2 separate regions of the Hordeum vulgare genome follow, and region 1 is linked to region 2. The links are chromatin contacts, called in public Hi-C maps. All regions are on one chromosome and are shown on one strand. The core of a region is the stretch at or near the end of the contact, and the rest is flanking DNA. Distances in the headings are between cores, read along the strand shown.

What was found. Hi-C and Micro-C count contacts between places; a contact is called where the count stands out from the background.
Region 1: a Hi-C map of leaf shows a contact between it and region 2, with 3 times the contacts expected there. The contact joins the enhancer-like site here to the promoter of LOC123424924 in region 2. A contact is called at or near these places in 4 of 6 Hi-C or Micro-C datasets (leaf, seedling and an unstated tissue).

Annotation. Positions count from the first base shown.
Region 1 is chr2H:57,238,165-57,245,349 of MorexV3_pseudomolecules_assembly, forward strand. No RefSeq gene overlaps it. Among protein-coding and RNA genes, the nearest start is that of LOC123424925, 78 kb to the right of the region's middle. Within about 2 kb of position 1,822, at least 2 of the 3 cell types and tissues checked have open chromatin away from gene starts, as enhancers often do. A contact at or near this core is called in leaf, where this site is marked.
Region 2 is chr2H:57,078,333-57,085,389 of MorexV3_pseudomolecules_assembly, forward strand. LOC123424924 (rho GTPase-activating protein 7-like) reads right to left here and starts at 2,622. Exons shown (of 22, transcript XM_045108610.1): 1 at 2,186-2,622; 2 at 1,250-1,286. The coding sequence starts at 2,224.

The sequences.
Region 1 (7,185 bases), core at 572-3,071, 160 kb after region 2:
AACGATCTTAGGCTCAAGATGCGAGGAGGCCTTACAAACTTGAATAGAGTGATTATTACAAGTGGGCGATACTCAGGGCTCGTGATTCTACAAGAAAAAAAAGGAAAAAATATATATAAAAATATGCACTTACATAGGAAGGCATCCTTGTGTGTATAGAGTAAAATGCATATTTGCCCCCCTAAACTTGATGACCATGTTCATAATAGTCCGTAAAGCGAGGAAGTGCTTCAATATGGTTCTCATACTTGCAAATACGTCTTTGATATCGTACTTGGAACTTGGTGCACTAGTCCCGACCTATGGTCACATGTGCGTATCTTTGTCTTCTGCGAGCCTAACATCGAACCTTCTATCTCAATTGGATAGGTACATTGAGTGGGGGGATTCTAACCTGCCATCCTTGTTGGAGGGATTAGGTTGGCATCGGAGGAGGACTCGAGGCGTGGGAGGTGTGTCTCGTCCGTTACGAGATGTTGCTATGTCTCATCTCTAGGTGCGGGTTTTTCTCATGTGTTTTTATCGTTTTTTCATTGTTTTCACTGGTTTTTTTGGATTTCTTTGGGTTCTTCTTCATTTTTCTTTGTTTCTTTCTCGTTTTGCATTGTCTTTCCTTGTTTTTCTTCCTCTTTTTAATTTTTTCCTTTTTTCAACAGATGACTACATTTTTCGTACACATTGTACATTTTTCGTATACATCCATTCATTTTTTAATTTAATATTTTTCAAATACATGATTAATGTTTAACAAAAATGCTTTGATGTTTAGATTTTCATACACAAAGTATATTTTTTGTATGCGCTTTTATCATTTTTTAATGCATGATCAACCTTTTTCTTATATATATCTTTTGATATCTATTTGTTTCAAACATATTGTATATTGTTGGTACAAATATAAACATTTTTATACACAATTAACATTTTCGGAATACATGCTTTTGAATATATTTTAGAATGTAAAAACATCAAATACAAGTTGAAACATTTTTTATGGTACAAACATTTTTATAATTGTTCGGACATTTTTTAAAATTATATATACATTTTATAAAAATCATAGAACATATTTTGAAACTCTTGAACAGTTTTCAAATGGTACGAAGCATTTGCTTGGGTTATATGCACATTTTTATATTGTATAAACATTTATGAAAATGTAACGTACATTGTTTTGAAAAACATGAATACTTGTGAAATACAACAAGCTTTTTTAGTGCCATATTTGGAAACATATTATGCTAACATTTCTTAACGCAACATTAACTTTGTTTTTAACGTGCAATGAACTTTTAAATTTTAAATATAATATTTTTCCATTTTAAAATGTAAATAAGATTAATAAGAGAAAAAATATGTTCGCTTACTAGGCTCACTAATTGAAAAATTCTCCAATCACGCGCTTTGGCCTGGTCCATCTAACGGCTACTGAAAATTAACCGATACAAAAAATTGGGCAACTCCTACCTGTCGCTCGTTGCGGCAGGGAGTCCCTCCCACGCACAGGGCGGGTCCAGTAGGCGCGCGACACTGTAACTAACTTGGATGTGCACGGTGTGTTTGTTCTTTAGGACTGATGCTCCCATTTTGACCAGATATGACTCCTAGCTTATGTGGTAGTAACACTTCGTGTAAAGCATTCGATCCTGTGTTTGAATCCCCGTGGTTGCAATACTTTTTTGAGCTACAGTACATCATTCGATCATGTCTTCATGGGTCAGCCCAGTCACAAACCCGCCTGTGCAAAACGGTAACTCCTTCTCGCAGAGAGTGGCATATAGGAGGTCCCGGGACCTCCTATCCGCCACTTCTTGCGGCAGACTACAGGATAAACAGCATAAACGCATAGGGGCCCTAATTGGGTCGGCCCAATGGCTAATGAGGGAATCGAGTGTGCCACCGATTTGCCACAATAAATTTGCAAAAAATAAAGCATTACCGAAGATTGAACATGAGACCTCCTGCAAAAAAAACTTTTCGTGATAGCCAACATATATAATACTCCCTCCGTCCAAAACTTTTTGTCTTAGTTTATCTAGAAATGAATGTATCTAAATACTAATACATGACTAGATGCATTAATATCGAGAAAAATTAAAGACAAGAATTTTGGGACGGAGGGAGTATGAGCTAGTGATTACATAACAATGCAAGCTTACAAGAACCAGTACAAACGAAGAACCAAACAATTCCTTTTTTCCGTGTTTTTGAATGCTTTGTTCAAAATTCCAAAATATGTTCTTGAATTTTTAATTTGTTCAAAAATTCAAAAACAAAATGTTCACAAATTTTGAAACCAGGAACATGTTTTGAATTGTGAATTTTTTTTTGAAACATGAAAAAATTTCAAATTCGTGAAGAAAATTACAAAATTGTGAATATTTTATGAATTCTACACAAATTTTGAAACCATAAAGATTTATCGAATTCTGAACAAATTTAAAACATGAGTAAAATCACGAACATTTTTTGAATCTGCGAAAAAAATTAAAACCTTGAATATTTTTCAAATTGTGAACAAATTTTAAACATTAACAAATTTCGAATTTTGAACAATTTTTGAAACTCTAAAGATTTTTTGAATTGTGAACAAATTTTAAATTCGTGAGCAAAATTATACAATTATGAACATTTTTCAAATCTGCAAACAAATATTGAAATTTCAAAAAAATTTGGAATTCTGAACAAATTTTAAAACATGAACAACTTTAAAATGCGTGAATGAGATTATAAAATTGCAAATATTTTTCTTTCAAACCGATATATTTTGAATTCTAAACAAATTTCATTTCGTGAATTTTTTTATAAAATTGTGAACAATTTTCAAATTGTGAACAAACTTTAAAGCCATAAACTTTTTTGAATTGTGAACAAATTTTGAAACCATGAACATTTTTCAAATTATGCACAAATTTTGAAACCTTGAAATTTTTCGTATTGTGCACAAATTTTAAGTTAATAAAAGAACGAAATAGAAACAAAAGGAAAAAATGAGAAAAATAAAAAAAATAAAAATCAATCAAAGGAAAACCCGGTTCAGGAAATGTTCTAGAAGTTCCCCATTACCAGAAGCAGCTTGACGCAACAAACGGCAAGTAGCATTTTTAAAATTGGCAAGCTCGGCCCATCTGATCTTTGTTTTTTGTTTTCTAAAATTTAAATGAGTGGCGATAGGATAGATACGAACTAGAGATCTTCTGATCGACATGACGCTGCACTAACCACCAAACAACGATCATCCCAAGTGTTCAGTTTCCTCTTCTTCACTCTTTTCTTCTATGTCTTTTTCTTCTTCAATATTCTTTTTATTTATAACAATTATGTACAATTTTATTCTTTTTCCTAAGTTGAATGAACTTTTTCAAATTTGAATGAGCTTTATTTTAAAAACAATGATGAAAAATTTCCCAATTTTAATTAACTTTATTTTAGAAAACGATGTCTTTTTTCAAAACCGATGAACGTTTTTTCGAATTCGATGAACTAATTTCAGATTCAATGTACTTTTGCCAAAACCGATTAACATTTTTCAAATTTGATGAACTTTTATAAGTTTGATAAACTTTTTTCGAATTCGATGAACTTTTTTCAATTTTATGAACATTCTTAAAAGTTGGTGAACTTGTTTCCGAATTTATGTGTTTATTCAGATGATATATTGGGTATATGTTAGCGTTTTACTAAAGGAAAAGGTTAAGTAGCATTTATTTCTTCTAGTAGTCAGCAAGGTTAGTTTTGTTTGTTTTGAGGGATATCAACAATGTTAGTTTGGTCTACTCATTAGTGCGAAGGGATCACAATAATTCAAACTCATGGCCGAATTGTTGCGATCCCCTATAGCATTTAGTATTGCTATATATTTTTTTTCTTCTTCGCGTTCCCCTCGAGCAGGTTATTGGGACCGCCCGCTAAGCACCCCTACGAGCGTGAGGAATGCCAACAGGCGCTTAGATCCCCGAGTGGGAAGTCCCAAAATTCATTTAACTTATGAGGTGGCCACTAGGCACCACCCCGGGCGAGGGGATATGTGGCGCACCCTTGTACCTAGTGAAGGCCGTGGGCCTCCGTTTGCGTTGATTCCACCTTCAAAAAATCTCATATATTCCAAAATAATTCTCCGTAAATTTTTATTGCATTTAGACTTCATTTAATATGGACATTCTGCGAAACAAAAAAAAATGCAACAAACTGGAACTGATACTTGGCACTAGATCAATATGTTAGTCCAATAGATCATATAAAATATTGCCAAAACATGTGAAAGTTGTATAATATTGGCATGTAACAATCAAAAATTATAGAGATGACGGAGACGTATTAACATCCCCAAGCTTAATTCCTGCTCGTCCTTTTTGATGTTGAATGCTACCTAACATAATCTTGATCATATATCTAATCATATCATTAATATTAAGATACGAGTGATTCAAGGCAATAGTCTATCATTTGACAAAAAGATATACATACTCAGGTTTACTAGCAAACAATCATGTCCTTTCAAAATAACAATGCTAATGAAAGATATTCCTACAAAATCATATAGCCTCTCATGCTTGGTCTTCCTAGCATAAGGTATAAATCATGATCACCCTGGTGTCAAATCAAGCAATTGGATCATACTTTTCAACACGCTTGAGCTTTTTATTACTCACTCAATACATCAGCATGAACCATGGATATAGCATAAAGGTGGAATACAATATGGTGGTAGGTTTCAAAGGGGTAAAAGTGAAGAAGAAAGTCTTGCATCAACTCGTCGTATCAACGGGCTATGGAGATGCCCATCAACAAATATCAATGCGGGGAGTAGGGATTGCCATGCAACGGATTCACTAGAACTGTAAGTGTATGAAAGCTCAACATGAAAACTAAGTGGGTGTGCATCAAACTCTATAATGAAAAATTTCCACTAGTATATGAAAGTGACAACATAGGAGACTCTTCATATGAAAAACATGATGCTACTTTGAAGCACAAGTGTCGAATTAGCATGCCCCTTCTCTTTTTTTTTTCTTTCCTTTCTCTTTTTTTTCTTTTTGTCCTCAGTCTCATCCCGACTTGTGGGGGAATCATAGTCTCCATCATCTTTTCCTCACTTGGACAATGCTCTAATAATGACTGATGATGATCATCACACTTCTATTTACTTACAACTCAATATTACAACTCGATACCTAGAACAAAGTATGACTCTATATGAATGCCTCTAGCAGTGTACCAGGATGTGCAATGATCTAGTGTAGCACGAACATAAAAAACGGTCAAGCCATGGAAATATCATGCTAGCTATCTTACGATCATGGAAAGCAATATGACAATGAATGCTCAAGTCATCAAAACGGAAGCGGTGGAAGTTGCATGGCAATATATCATGGAATGTGTATGGAAATGCCATAATAGGTAGGTATGGTGGCTGTTTTGAGGAAGATATAATAAGGCTTATGTGTGATAGAGCGTATCATATCACGGGGTTTGGATGCACCTGCGAAGTTTGCACCGACTCTCGAGGTGAGAAAGGGCAATGCACGGTATCGTAGAGGCTAGCAAATTGCGGAAAGGTAAGAGTGCGTATATCCATGGATTCACATTGGTCACAAAGAACTCACATACTTATTGCAAGATTTTATTAGCTCTCTCGAATCAAAGCACTACTCGTATGCCCCTAGGAACAAGGTTGGGAGGAGTTAACCATCACGCGGCTCCGATTATAACAACACAAAGGTGTAGGATCTAAAGTATGTCTATAGGGGGGTGATTAGACTACTTGACAAGATAAAAACTTAGCCTTTTCCCAATTTTAAGTGTGGGCCAGTTTTAGCAATTATGATTAATCAAGTACACCCTACACATGCACATCTAAGAGTATAGCAGCGAAAAGTAAAACATGCAAGTGTAAAGTAGAGGGTAAGGTAGGGAGATCAAACGCAAAGGTTGACACAGTGATTTTTGTCATGGTTCTGATAGGTGACGCTATTGTACGTCCATGTTAGTGGGGATTTCAACCCACGGAGGGTAACGACTGCGAGGGTCCACGGAGGGCTCCACCCACAAGGGGTCCACAAAGAAGCGGCATTGTCTATTCCACCACGGCTTCCGTCCACACGGGACTAGCCTCACTCACGGTAGATCTTCACGAAGTAGGCGGTCTCCTTTCCCTTACAAACATCTTGGTTCAACTCCACAACACGAAGTAGGAGGCTCCCAAGCGGCACCTAACCAATCTAGGAGGCACCACCCTCCGAAAGGTAATAGATGGGGTAGAACGATGAACTCCTTGCTCTTGTGCTTCAAAAGATAGCTCCTCAACACTCAATCACTCTCTCTCAGATTTTGGAGTGGTAGAAGAGATTGGTATTGTGGAAAGCAACTTGGGGAGGCTCGAAATCAAGTTTCAAATGGTTGGAATGGAATCTCTTGATCTCAACACATGAGTAGGTGGTTCTCTCTCAGAAAAATGGATCTGGCAAGTGTAAGTGTGTTATGAGTGCTTCCTCTACGAATGAGAGGTGAGTGGAGGGGTATATATAGGCATCCCCCAAAATCCAACCATTACAACATTATTGCCCAACTCGGTGACACCGAAATGAATATGTGTGGTACCGAGTTGCACTAAATGTGGCAACTTTTGAATTCTCGGTGAGACGAATATATGAATCTCGATGGTACCGATACGATGACATAGGCTGGTTTCCAAATCTTAGTCATACCGATTTCAAACTCGAAAATTCTGATTTGCGAAATCCTCTCAACACAAAGTTGGTCACACAATCTCGGTGGCACCGATAGGAATGTTGGTTGTACCGAGATGGTGGGTTTGGCATAGGTTTTTCTAAGTGTAAAATCGGTAGGGCCGAGTTGGAAATGTTGATGGCACCAATTTTTCTTATGTGTTTTGGGACAGTATATTTGTGGGAGAATGTCTGAGTATTTTTGGTAGCTATCTCTAAGCACTTGAGCAACCCATTCATCATAATACCTCACCCCTTTTAATAGTATTGGCTTTCCTATGGACTCAAAGTGATTTCTCACAAATATAAAATGTAGAGTCTTCTTGCTTGAAGCTAGAGCCAATCCTATTCCTTCCTTCATCAAGGGAATCTCCTCACAATCCTATAGCCAAAGCATCTTTTAACTTTTCTGAAATATACTTGAATAAACTCATCAGTCCAATGATGCATATGTTGT
Region 2 (7,057 bases), core at 1,372-3,871:
GATGCTTGCTGTAGTTCCTGTTGTATCCTTGCTGATTGAATGTTTATTGCTGCTGCTACTTGGTTCATTGGTGGTGTGGGCATGCTTGAAGGTGTAGATCTTTCACTTGATGAACCAGCTTTGGAGGAGGAGATAATAGATTCTCTCACTTGAGTCTCTTTATCCATCAAGCTTCAGCCATCAGCCTAGCTGTCTAGGAGCTTATTTAATTTATGTTTCTACCATTTATGTAATGCACTCTTAAATTGTTAGACTAAGGCCATTTGAACTGTTTGCTATTGGAGTCTGGTTCTTTGGTTTGTATTATGCTTCTAAATGCTATTGAAGTATTGGGAGCTATTGGGAGCTAGCATTGCAGATTGGGTAAGCAAACTTCTTTGCTGTTTGTCAAGTACCACTTTAGATTATTATGATTTATCTCTCTAATAGACTGTTGTTTGATGTGTTTTGCACGATGCAATGACATGGATTTGGTTTGGATGGTCAATCAAGCACTTCAATTGAAATAGGAGGCAACAGACAACAAATGGAGCAGTATTTCTTTCTCTTTTTCTGTCTTTAACTCTATATTACATGGATATTTATATTTTTTATATATATACTTGTCGTGTCCCCGATGGGCTGTTTTTGGAAAAAGCCGTATCCCGTGTCCCCGTATGCGTGTCACCGTGTCCGTGTCACCGTATCAATGCTTTTCAGCTGGAATGCATGTGTCCTCGATGGAAACCAACCAAATATCGTGTGCTTGCTCATACAGATTCAGGTGGAAGCAAGGTCTTGAGAAACAGCAGGTGCGACAGGGTTACGGCAGATCCTGCCAACAGGAACTAGTGCTCTTGCTTAGTGTTGTATGGGTATTGGGCTGTAATTATGAACTCTTCTTTCTAACAATTCAAGGCACGGGACTTTCGTGATTTCTCGAGCGAGAGAAAATACAAGCAACTCGTCATGATCTAGCCCCCATCTTATTTATTTTTTGTACTAATACAGAGAAACCTTCAGCAGCAGCATCAACAAGACATATATGTTTTAGCTCTGCATATAATCCATTTCTTCTTGATGATGATTTTTCAAGAACAAAGAGAAAGAAAGTCACTACTGTTACCTTTTAACAATGGTACTAAAGACAAGTGTAAATGCTTAATGTAGACACTTATATACGTAGCTTTGCTTCAAAAGGAATAAGGTAAGCAGCATTGCTATGACCCCAAAAGGACAGTTAACTAATGTGTGATGTAAACAATTTTACCTTTGGATGATATGAAGAGAGGGCCACTCTTAAATACCTGGTTATGAGGTAATTTTGATGTCAGAAACAGCACGAAGAGTTAATGATAACACATAACAGTATCTTGAATGCTTAGAAGTCAGTCAACTGGGTACTCATTACCCAGATATAAACGTAACACTGTTAAAGCGATAGTTCAACAGGAACCTACATATCTGATACATTGAATAATGAACAAATTGAATAATGAGACGTCACTCATTTCGGAACGGGTGGAAGCTCTCCAAATAGCCGAATGAATGTACGCAGCTTGTTCCCCTATGCGTGCAAAAACGGAAGGAGGAAAAACTACAGCAAATTCTTGACCATGCTCCTGAAATTAAAATCCCCGTGCACTACAAATCCTTGTTTATCTAATGGGGCACATCCCTGAAACCAATTCGACACACAGAAGCAGTTCCTCGTTTGAATGCACCTATTTTCCTTAAATGTAACCACCTCCAAACAGTTCCATCGGCATTCATGTGCCGTATTAATCACTAATCAGCTATACTCCAAGCGAAATTAAATCGGTCCTGCGGCCCATCCGCTTATGGTTGAGCAATACTAGGACATACACTCTCAAGTTCAGCCAAAAAAACAGAGGCCGCAGCAAGCTCGCACCATCCATCGCTCTGTTGCCTTTCGCATCAGAGCAGCCACACATGACACCACCCCTGAGCCGCATTGCTCCTCGGCCCCATCTCGCCTCCCAGAGCTCAACCCCGAAAATTCCACAAACGGAAACAGTGAAGCACCAGCCCGCACGCCAAAGCAGAGCATCTCCCGGCCGGGCGGCGTCAGATACCCCAAACCCCAACCCCATCCCCCCGCCAAAAAAAAACAGCATCTCCCCCAAACGCAAGCGAGGAATCCGAGGGCGAGGGAGCGCACACAGGAGGGGAGGAAACCACTCACCGGGCCGCCGCTCGGCGCCGCCCCCGCCGTAGCCGCCATCCCCGCCGCGCCTCCTCCTCCTCCTCAGATCGTCCGCAGCAGCCAGCCAGCCAGCGCCGCCACCGCAGCAGCCACTAGCACAGAAGCAGCGGCGGCCGCATTGGATCCAGGCCCGCGCCACCGATCTGGCGTGCGGTGGAAGCGCCGCGACGCGCAGCGGGGATTAGGCGGTGGTTAGGATTTGGTGCTCGGGTTTTTTCGGAGGTGCCGCTGCCGCTGAGGAGAGGGGGTGGAGGTGGAGGTGGAGGAGCGAATGCGACAGCGATTACGCGACCGCACGCACGCACACACGGGCTGCCCGCCTGCCCGCCGTGATCCCTCCCTCCTCTCCCCTCTCTCTCTCTCTCTGTGTAAATTTTCTCTCTCCGGTCTGCGAGGAGTTTGGGGGGAGTCCACTCCACTTTGGTTGTGCTTGTGCGGGGGGTGGGGGGTAGGGTAGGGGTGGGGTGGGGGGAGCTTGCTCCGAAAGCTTTCTCGATTTCTTTAGCCACGATGCCGCGCTGTCCACACTTGCTTTAGATTAACCTTTCCGCCTTATCCTGCCTTTGCCCCTCTGGATGGATCTAGACATCTATTACCTTAAACTAGATCGCCACCTCGTTTTTCCTTGGGCACAAAAATGGTTGGGAAATGAAGCGTGACCAACACAAAATACACATGGCCGATGCTTTACGGCTGGTAGCTTGGTTTGGTTCGTCTCCTGGGCTCCATGCATTTGCCACAAAAGAATGCATCCACTATATGGTTCGATCGTCTAATCACGTCTTTTTGTTCGATATATATACATACTCCACGTACGAGCCACACAAGGCTCACCGGAATGTTATTACAGCAGAGACCGATCCAACCACTAAAACTGAAGCAAAAAAAAAAAAAAAAAGTTCCGAATGGCATGCACGAGGGCTCGTGGCGTACTTGTATCTGGTAGGTGGTGGGAAGCGACAGTTTTCATGGCGGCAACAACATTGTTGTACGCAGCAAATAAATCTACGAGGTACAATTCCATAAATGATAAATCTGGCCGGGCCGCACTGACTGCCCAGCGCATCCATCCATCCCGGCCATCAACCATGCTGCAATGTGACACCCGTAAAACTGTAATGGCAGCTTATTAAGACGGAACATCAACAGAAACAGCAACGGTGCGCAGAGCATCGATACGTTTCCCGAGAGCCGCTCTTGGCATCGCGTGAGCCGTCGGGGAGGGCTTCGGCAGGGGCAGGCAGGGATTAGGTGCGACCCGGCCAGAGAGAGCAGAGTAGAGTAGGTGCGACGCAGATACAGCGGTGGGATAAAATAAAACAACGGGATGTTCTCTGTAGAAAAAAACGTTTTCTTGCTTGTTATTTCTACCTGCTACAGTTGCCCACCGAGTTGGATGGGGCAGGGCTGGGCGGCTTTCGGGCCGGGCCGGGCCCGCCTGGCCTGAAGGACCACCACCGTTTGGATGGATGGATGGAGGAGGGCTTTGCTATGCTAGCTGGGTGAGCTTTTGGCTGGTGGCGCCGTAGCGAACTGATGGCGATCCATTTGTTTTGGTGCTTCCTCTGCGGCGGGTTTGCTGAGGGGAATCTGAGACGAGTAATGTGCCTGTTGTTGTGAGGAGGAGAGCAAGTTGGACCTGGACCTGGTGTGTTTGTTCCCACGGGGGCGTTTGATTAATTACCGTGTGTGAGTTTAGTGGGAGCCACTCGCTGGTTTGTGCCCGGTGCGGTCCTCGTCAATGGCAGCGCAGCGGCGCGTGACTGGTGGAGGCGCTCGTGTCATGTGAATGCGCGTGTTTTGTTGTGTGCGTCTCCTTCGTAACCGCGGGGAAAGCGATTTGTGGATGGATATGGAACTCCTTGATTTGATGTGTGACGATGTTAATCTTGGAAACATCTCGAGTGAGTCAAGTGGGTGGGCGATGGATATAGAGCACGACATCTTGAGTCCACACGGCGCCTCGTGGTCGTGAAGGACATCTCATTCCATGGAATGATCATGGACATCAACAAAAAGACTGAAATAAAATACAGAAAAATATAAGCATTGATGTTAATTTTAAGACTTAAACCTTGATGGACTGATTTCTTTAAAAAAAAGGTGAAGATCTAAGCTACACCCAGTTGGATGACATCCGTTTTAAGGGTAGTGGTGTGCAGATCTATACCAGACAAAGTATTTTTATTGTCGCCGAGCTAATTTGCAATTTATGTAACAGAAAAATGGCATGGCTACTATTTCGTATGGAAATGGTTGACTGCAATAGTAGCTCCACTGTTGCACCAAAATTCTCGCGGGTTTGTTATTTCTCAATGGATCGAGGAATAGTTATAGCTCAATTACGCATGACGATTTATGATGCTTTTAGTTTTGTGGTTTCAGAAATATTATAAATCTGACATCGGGATTAAACAATTCTCGAGCGAACTATTTAACTGACACACAAATCATAAAACGGTAGCGGAGACTTCAACAAACACGTACGTTCGCTCAAATATAATCAGTCAAGCGCATTATCCTATCCACTCCCCCATCCAATCTCCCCACCTCCCCCCCCCCCCCCCCCACTAGCATGCCTTCTCCGTTTTTCTCTCTACTTCTCCTATACAAATCGAATTCGCCTCTACCGCCACGGCTCTCTCGCTAAGGCGCGCCCAAGTCATCCTGCTCCTCGTGCTCTTTCTTGCGTCGGCTCGTGTCCTGCTTTGTCGGGCGAACAACCATCACATCCCAAACATACGGGGCTTTGTTCGCCATAGGCCACACCCTTCACGCAGAAGCATCCAAAACTTTGGCGTTGTGGCTCCCTTCTCCTTGTCGTTGGATGCTTTTTCTCCCCCCGGGAACCACATTCCGCCTGGCGGAGATATCGTCACTCTCATCACGGATGATGGCGATGTGGGAGTGCCGACAAGCTCTCCTTGCAAAGGGGGTGGCTGCGGGCCGTGAGGCAGGTGATTGAGACGGTCCTTCAAGAGGCAAACAAAGTGTATGTTCACAAAGTATTGAAATGCATATGTGTTGAAATGGGTTTTTGCCATGACAACTTTTATTACAACACATAGGTTTCATAAAGTATTCCTTGCCACTAGCAATTTTCATTGACATGCATATGTTCTTAACATGAATTTTACCAGCGAAATGCCGCTATGTCAATATATTCTTATTTGCTTTTGGTACATAGCAAACTCGAGAGATAGATTTCCTGAGAATATATGAATATTTTTTTGTCATTGCTAATTCGTTTTATTTTGTATTGCAAAACAAACGCTTTGACAAAATAGTCAAGTATAGTGTTATGGTTTCCGATGGCATGGCAATCTTTAAAGTTTAGTAGTTTACTGTTTTTCAAACGGCAAATTTATAGATTTTTTTTCATGGCTCATAGCAAATCTATTATATACACTTGGCAAGATTCATTTAATATAACATGGTAATTATTCTGTAATCTATGTGATATGCCAAATTTCCCAGGTGTCTATGTAAAATGTAGTGTATGCACTTTGACAGTTTTACTAAACGTAACATGACAACTTCCTAAATTTGCCTTCTTTCTTATATTTACAAAATCCCTAAATTTTCCATGTGCCCATTACAGTTTTTTAAAAAGTTGCCATGTTTTTAGAGAACAAAATTATAAAATTTCCATTTACCCATGGCAATATTCTCAACTTGACATCTTTTGTTTGTTCTTTAAGAACAAATTCATATTTTTGCCATGTGCCATTTTAACTTTTCCAAAAACATGCCATATCTTTTTAGAGAACAACATTCTTAAAACTTGTCATATGTCAAAGGAAAAATCCTAAATCTGACATATTTTCAAAGAATACAGATTTTCCACGTGTCCTTGGCAATTTGCTCAACTTGCCATATTTTTGTTTTTAAAGAACAAATCTCCTAAATTTTGTCGTGCACCCATTTAAATTTCCCCCCAAAACTTGCCAGGTCTTTTAGAGGATAGAATTCATAAAACTTGACATATGGCGTTGGTAAATTCATAAATTTTACATATTTTCAAAGAATACGGTCCCTATATTTGCCACGTGCGCATCACGAATTCCCCAAAATAGTTGCCATGTGTTTCTTAAAACAATATTTTCTTAAATTTTTGCCGATGTGGCCATTCCAAAATCAGAATTTCCTAAACATTTTTATCCACATTTACCATCATGTACAAATGTATTTTTCACATGATATTTTTGGACTGTGCCAAATTTCTGTTTGGACCATGCCAAAGTTCTTTCTTTCGGATCGTGGCAAATTTATGGCTTTTATGGTGGATATTTTATTCTTTTACGATGTCCAGTCTTTTTTACCATGTCCAGTCTTTTTACCATGGCAAATTTAATATTTGGGCCATGGATTTTTTTCACTATGGCAACTTTATTTTGTTTGGCCATGGTCAATTTTTTTACACCATGACAATTTTATTAAGTACATTGTAGGTAACACGACGTTTATTTTATCTATACCATGGAAATATTTTATTTTAGATCATGGCAATTTTATTAATTAGATCATGGTGCTTTATTTGTAGGTACCATTGCAACTTCATTGTGTACACCACGACAATTTACTATTTAGACCATGGTAGTATTATTGTATGTAACATTGGTAATATTTCATGTATTTTAGTTCAATGGAAAATATTATGGTAATTTTGTTTTTTCATAAACCATGGAAAATGGAAAATCATTTCAATTTCGGTAGGTACGTGTGTTCACTAGACCATAAAAATATTGGTAGTTGCACTCTATCATGTCATTTTTCTTTTTGTGGGTATTTTTGTGTGTGGTGGTTTTAACGAGTATACCATTACAATTTTATCAGCTAATCCATGACAAT